Linked DNA regions of Pan troglodytes: region 2 is linked to region 1. The links are chromatin contacts, called in public Hi-C maps. All regions are on one chromosome and are shown on one strand. The core of a region is the stretch at or near the end of the contact, and the rest is flanking DNA. Distances in the headings are between cores, read along the strand shown. Region 1 holds the start of LXN (latexin). Region 2 holds the start of MFSD1 (major facilitator superfamily domain containing 1).

What was found. Hi-C and Micro-C count contacts between places; a contact is called where the count stands out from the background.
Region 2: a Hi-C map of induced pluripotent stem cells shows a contact between it and region 1, with 1.9 times the contacts expected there. The contact joins the promoter of MFSD1 here to the promoter of LXN in region 1. A contact is called at or near these places in 3 of 7 Hi-C or Micro-C datasets (blood, induced pluripotent stem cells and stem cell-derived neural progenitor cells) and 1 of 1 datasets of contacts at active chromatin or transcription factors (stem cell-derived excitatory neurons).

Annotation. Positions count from the first base shown.
Region 1 is chr2:161,852,042-161,855,291 of NHGRI_mPanTro3-v2.0_pri, forward strand. It overlaps LXN (latexin), which reads right to left and starts at 1,866. Exons shown (of 6, transcript XM_003310067.5): 1 at 1,487-1,866; 2 at 90-152. The coding sequence starts at 1,615. All of the region lies in intron 13 of GFM1 (G elongation factor mitochondrial 1), which reads left to right.
Region 2 is chr2:161,981,519-161,984,902 of NHGRI_mPanTro3-v2.0_pri, forward strand. It overlaps MFSD1 (major facilitator superfamily domain containing 1), which reads left to right and starts at 1,347. Exons shown (of 17, transcript XM_016942233.4): 1 at 1,347-1,902. The coding sequence starts at 1,593.

The DNA of each region.
Region 1 (3,250 bases), core at 616-3,115:
AGTGAGCCATATTCTGCCACTGCACTTCAGCCTGGGTGATAGAGTGAGACCCTGTCTCAAAGAAAAAAGAAAAAAGAAATTTAACTTACTTTTTGTATAATTTCTTCAACAGCAAATTTAAGGCGATACTTATGTCCTCTTCCTGGAATATCCTAAAATTAAGAAAATGTAGTGGAGACAAGAAAATATTATAACAACATTATACTTGCATTGTTAGAAGTATGCATCTCATTTGGTTGGAGGGGCTGGCTGAAGGGGAATGGTGAAAGCCTTAGGTCTTGAAAAAGGCATGTCACCATGAATGTAACATCTAATTTAGCAAGTCCCCTATCAAGTTTATTTTGGATGAAAACAAAAGAGTAGGATAAAAGCATACAAATTGGGCACAATTCACTTTCAATCATCAAAAGACTTTATTTAACCCCTGGATCTGTGATCTTAAAGTCTCTACATAAGAAAGTTTGAAACAGTGTTTAATTCTAAAGATGACAAATAATATCACCTTTGAAAAGATTTTTTCATAAAGCTCAGTGTACCCTCCAAATAATGTTCAATGAATGTGAATTTCATTTTGAGGCAGATTACTGCAAAGCAATTGGAGACTTAATACAATTAAGTATTGTTTTTACTTATACATTAGTGAAACTGCAAAATGATTAACAAATTATATAAGACTAAGAAATGGTATTTCACTTTTAAATCAAGATACAGGTTGAAAATGTATACCTAATTCTGTTATCTGGTACAGTTTCAAAATAAGATCTACTGTGTCACCTCTAAAAGACTGTTAGCAGTTAAAATTCTGTCAGATAAATAAGGGATAATCTCAAATCCAGTAGATTTTAGTAAAATGAAAACAAACCTCATTAGTGATTGCTGAGGCCTTAAACATTTAATTCAAGCCTTTAGCAGAGGGTGCACATCATTTAAGGCAGTCATGTGGTAGCGGTGTTTGGGTGGCTAAAGGCCAGCGTCAGCCCACAGTGCTTTTATTCTTTGACTTTGATTGTCAGTTTCTCTTGCTGTTTGTTTCCCCCTTCATTTTGGTCAAAGGGTCTGATAAGGATTTGTCTTAAAATGTAGGCAATAGAGTCTTGGAAGATGGGAGCTTTTGTTGGTCTAGATCAGAGTAGCAGATGAGAAACGTGGCAGCCTTAGTAGTCTTTTGAATGGTTCCTACAGTTTACACTTAAGGAAAGTGCTGCCCCTTACTTAGAGCGTGTTCCCATTTTCTTGTAACTGTGTGCGTAAAAACTTTGTCTCTGCCTTAAGGTGAAAACAATCCTGGGCTGTCTCCAGAGACTGGAGTATAGACATTCCCCCAGAAACCTTAATATGTCAAGACCAGATACCAGCAGTGTATCCTAAAACAGAAGGTGGGTAGGGAGTGGCACGGAGTGTCTGCACCCAAAGGCTGAGACCGCGGGTGAGTGGAGGGAGCGCAATTCTGAAGCCTCCGCTGTCCACCACCCCCTGCTAAACTCACCTCCATGCTGGCTTGTTTGACCTTCTGCACCTCAAACACCCTGTGGGGGGTCCCCTGCTGGTAGTTGATGTAGTTCTGTGCCACCAAGGCCGCCCTGGAGGCTGGGTAGTTGGTCGGCGGGATTTCCATTCCGGATGAGCAGTGACTTCAGGGCTTGGGCTACTCAGGCTTAACGGGACCAGTAGCAGAGCGCCGCCCGTCCTGCTTGCTGCTGGGTCCCGTTGCCGAGGCGGAAAAGTCGCAAGCTCCTTCAGTCTGTCTTCTTCCTCAGCTCCTTCCGACTCCGGAAGCTGCTGTTTGGGCCCAGGCTCCCTGCGTCCGAGATCCCTGGGCTGACTGCTTCTGAGGCCCCGCCCCACTACTGCCTGCAGCCGGCTTCCTTACTCCGCCTGCTGGTTCCTACTGGAAGAGAGGCCAGCATGCTCTCAGGCACCAGCAGGTGGAGGTGTGGGGAGGGAGTCAGTGGGCTAGGTTCGCTGGGATTGCATCTTTCGTTTCATTAACCTTTATAGAAGTGCAGGGTGGGGCTTTCGCTGATAAAGTACATCTCTGAAGACTGTGGTTTCTTGTCCATGGGAAAAAAGTCTGGTTGCTTCGCTTGCATACTGGAGCACAACTTCCTTATACACCGCATGCAGCGTCCCTGGCAGGGCAAGGTACACAGTACTCCAGGTAGTGATTCGATTCCTTCATTTCCCTTCCCCTTATGAGAGTCCAGGAAGAGGCTTGCTCATCCTCAGCTTTTTGTGGGTTTGGACCAGTTCTGCCCAAATCAAAGTATGAGAATCTGCAAACTATAGTATTAAATTGGGAGATTATGTAATTTGGATCAGGAGAAATAAAAAAATGCACCTGTACCCCTCTCCTTTACTAATCTTAAAATGATAAGTTTTGATGTAACGCCATGCTTCCAACTTGAGTCATTTTGAATATTTTACTTCAAGGATTAAAATAAACTTAAAAACTGAACTTATACAAAGCACTATCTCTGGTATGTGGTCTGCCTCATTGGAATGGGCCTATAAACCTGACTTTGTAGAAGTACAGGTTTATCCTTGGTGGTCTTAGGTTAATTGGGCTAGGATAACTTGGAGATTCTACCAAAGTTTGGCCAAGGTCTTCGCTGCCTGGATTGAGACCTTTTTTTCTTTTCTTTCTTTTTTTTTTTTTTTTTTTTGAGACGGAATTTCACTCTTGTTGCCTAGGCTGGAGTGCAATGGTGCTATCTCGGCTCACTGCAACGTCCGCCTCCTGGGTTCAAGCAGTTCTCCTGCCTCAGCCTCCAGAGTAGCTGGGATTACAGGTGCCCACCACAATGCCCGGCTAGTTTTTTGTATTTTTAGTAGAGACGGGTTTAGGCTAGGCTGGTCTCAAACTCCTGACCTCAGGTGATCCACCCACCTTAGCCTCCCAAAGTGCTGGGATTACAGGCATAAGCCACCATGCCTGGCCAGGACCTTTAACTTGGTAGTAATGCACACACCCAAGACTCTTGAGGTGTCTCTCTTTCTGATTATGTAGATTCTGCAGTAAATCTGGATTCTGGACTTTGGCCCCAGTTTCATGCTTATTATTGTCTCCTGGGATTTGGGGGTTCTGATTGACTTTGCCTTTAAATACCATCTGTCTGCTTGCCCATCATCTTATATCAAATGTCAGTGAAACTTTTCTCAGTCTTGTCCGTGTATGAGAAATTTGCTTTGGGAGACACTGGGAGTTTCGCTCTGTTGCCTAGGCTGGAGTGCAGTGACGTGATCTCGGCTC
Region 2 (3,384 bases), core at 97-2,596, 130 kb after region 1:
AAGTTATGGGAATGGATGAGTGGAAGAGAGCTCAGGAATGGGTCTTGCATCATTGAACATCTAGATTTTGAATAGAAGAGGAGGAGCTGACAAATGAGACAGCAAATGAGATAGGCCAGCAAAGTGGGAGGAACACAAGGCAAGTATGGTGCCAAGGAGGCTAAAAAGGAGTGGCTGTCAATTCCATCAATTGATAGAAGTTGAGTAAGATGACAGAGAAGTGACTAATGTATTTGGAAAGATGGAGTTATTACTCCTCTCGGCAAGACAGTTTTATTAGATCGGGAGCTCCTCCACTGGAGCTGAAGAGAGAATGGACGGTGAAAGTGGAGATATGTATAGACATCTCAAAGGCAGCACCTGATCCTTGACACTCTCTCCTACCTCCTTCTCTCCCTAAATTTTGATCTCTATTGGCGGCCCAAGCTAGAAATCTGGGAGACACTCTCAAGTCTTTCCTCTCTTTCAGATGACATAGGCTATTATTTACAGTTATTCCCATTTTACCTCCTAAATAATTACTGATTTTCTTCTGTGCCATTCCTGCTTTTTATTGCTAACAGGCCCTCGTCATCTCTAATCGTTACGACTACAGCATCTTCCTAATAATCCTCACAGTTTTCAGCCTCTAGCTTTGACGCCCTCAAAATTCTGTTAGTAAAGCCTGAGGGCCCCCAGAAAGCGACGATGGTGCTGTGCTGGCAGACCGAATGTTTTTTAAAACACAAAGCTTGCAGTTCTGCTGCTGTGCTCAAAATCCTTGCATGGCTCTTCTTGAAACAGGTTTAGTGTTTCTACTCGAGTTCCTTCTCTGTCGTTCAACACAAACACATACACACCCAGTTCTGTTTACGCTTTTGTCTTTATTATCCCTCGTAACTGCCCGCCCTGCAACCAACCCGCTCAAACAAGCACCCTGACTGGCGCATTCTTACTCATTCTAGCCTGGGTTTCAACTTCAAGGAGCTTCAGCGCCCCTCACTCCCTTGCTCTGAAAGCTGGCTAAACTATGCACCTTTTCTCCCCTTTTGAAATGCCCTTTCCAGATATTTCTATGGAATTCAGTGCCATTTTCTGCCGCTGTTCTCACCACATTCATTCATCATGTTGAGTTTTAAAAGTACCAGATTCTGTCGATTTCTCCAACTGAACTCTGAAATCTTTGAGGTCAGGGAGCTTGCCTCATTCCATTTTGTATTCCCAGTACGTGACACATGGCTGGACACACCAGAAATTGTCCGACCAAGTTTGTGGGTATTAAGAGTGGTCAAAGACGCTGGGGAGGGCAGTGCTGGGAGAAGGGCAGCGCGCGTCTTGGCGACCCCCAGCGCAGTTCGAACTACTCCGGAGTCTGGTGTGGAGCCGAGAGGGAGGCCCGCACTTTTCTACCCGCGGAGCTGCGCTGAGTCTGAAATAGGTGTACGCGTCAGCGGGGCAGGAAACGAAAAGACAGTGCAGTAATTGGTGGAAAGCTGGAAGTGGGCACCTAGAGGGCCTCAGCCCCACGAACACAGTCACCCAGGAAAAGCGAACCGCGCCAGGCCCTGTCATCGCCCGCTGGGTCCGTCCTCCCAGCGCTCGCGGCCGCTCACATGGGCGTGGCCCTGCGTGACCTGCCGGGGCGTCACGTGAGCTCCCGGAGTCATGTGACCGCCGTCTTGACAGTGTTCCACGGGCGCTGCTTCCTGCCGGGGTTTGGAGTTGTCACCACTTTCCCCTCTCCGTCTCCTGCGGGCGCAATGGAGGAGGAGGATGAGGAAGCGCGGGCGCTTCTGGCAGGCGGCCCTGACGAGGCCGACAGAGGTGCCCCGGCCGCCCCCGGAGCCCTGCCGGCCCTCTGCGACCCCAGTCGCCTGGCGCACCGGCTTTTGGTGCTGTTACTGATGTGCTTCCTTGGCTTTGGTGAGCCGGCCGGGTGGGATGGGGCTGATCTTTAAGGAATTCCCGACTTTCTCTTCGAGGTAGATCGTCATCGTGGTCACTGGTGCCACGGGGCCTCAGCGCAGCTTCTGTCTTAAGCTCCTGGGCCTCCTTATTTTCCCCTTTGCGATCGATTCCAGCCACACCTGTGGATGTTGCTAGTTACTCCGCGTCCGGAACGTGGAGGTCGAGGGACTGAGCTGGGCGAGTTTTGTGGCACGCCTTTGCTCTTCAGTAAGTCCCAGGGGCTAGCCACTCGCCCTAGAGGCGATAGATATGAAGGTAACTCCAGATTTTCAAGGTTCCTCTCTTGGCACACGTGGTCGGAGGAAATTCAGAAAGCTTTAACTGTTCCTAAACGACTTTTGTTTGTTTGGTTTTAGGTGAGACAGGGGCTTGCTCTGTCACCCAGCCCGGAGTGCAGTTCTGTGAACGTGGCTTACTGCAGCCTCCACCTCCTGGGTTCAAGCAATCCTCCCGCCTCAGCCTCCCGAGTAGCTGGGACCACAGATGGGGCGCCATCACACCCGGCTTTATTATTATTATTATTTTTAGACACAGGGTCTTACAATGTTGTCCAGCTTTTAAAAAACGTGAATGATTTCGTCGGCAGTCTTTTATATATTTTTCACCCTCTTTGAGAAAATGTATGAGTGTGTCTTGCTGATAGCTTCAGTGAATAGATATTGTTCTCTTAATCTTCCACTCTGCCACTGTGAAGCAATCATATTGGACTGGACTTGTGGTAGTCTTGACAGTGGTTGGTTTCTCTTATGAAATCTGATGTCTGCAAAAACAGTTTCTTGATAATTAGAAAAAAATTTTCCTTCCTATGTTACAGTTTTTAATTTATTAAGCAAAATTCTAATATTAATTTGGTATGAATGTGTTTTTCAGGAGGTTAGCTGGAGCCCGTGTAATCAGCAGGTTTAAGAACATTATGGTGGATAACTATGCTAGCGCTGAACATATAAGTAGACATGAAGGATGCTTTGGGCTTTGGTTTCCTTGCAACTCCTTTTTCCCCCCTCCCCTGTTTTTTAAAAGATGATGCCCATCCATTAGCTTTAAAGCAGGACGTTGAATCCTTAAAAGCGATTAAAGCAGGGTTTAGAAACAACCACCACCACAACAAAGAAAGAACAACAATAAAACATTTAAAAAAATGGTCCCCACTCAAGCAGACAGACAGTTTTTGGTAAATTCTGGTTATCTGCCTAGAATTCAGAAGCCAGATTCATTCCTTTCTAATGACAGTTTTTATTGTCATTAGAACCAATAGCCTCGTGCACTTGTAGAGTTAGTAGAGCTATGGAGGCAGTATTTTCTTGTAGCCTACGAAGGAATCTCAATTATTTTATCTTTAAAATAAATCCGAGTGCATGGTCAGATCTCTCCCTACTTCTCTCTTTCCAGTTCCCCCAAAGACATGTTTTAATTTAATCCTTTAGAATTCTCAGTTTC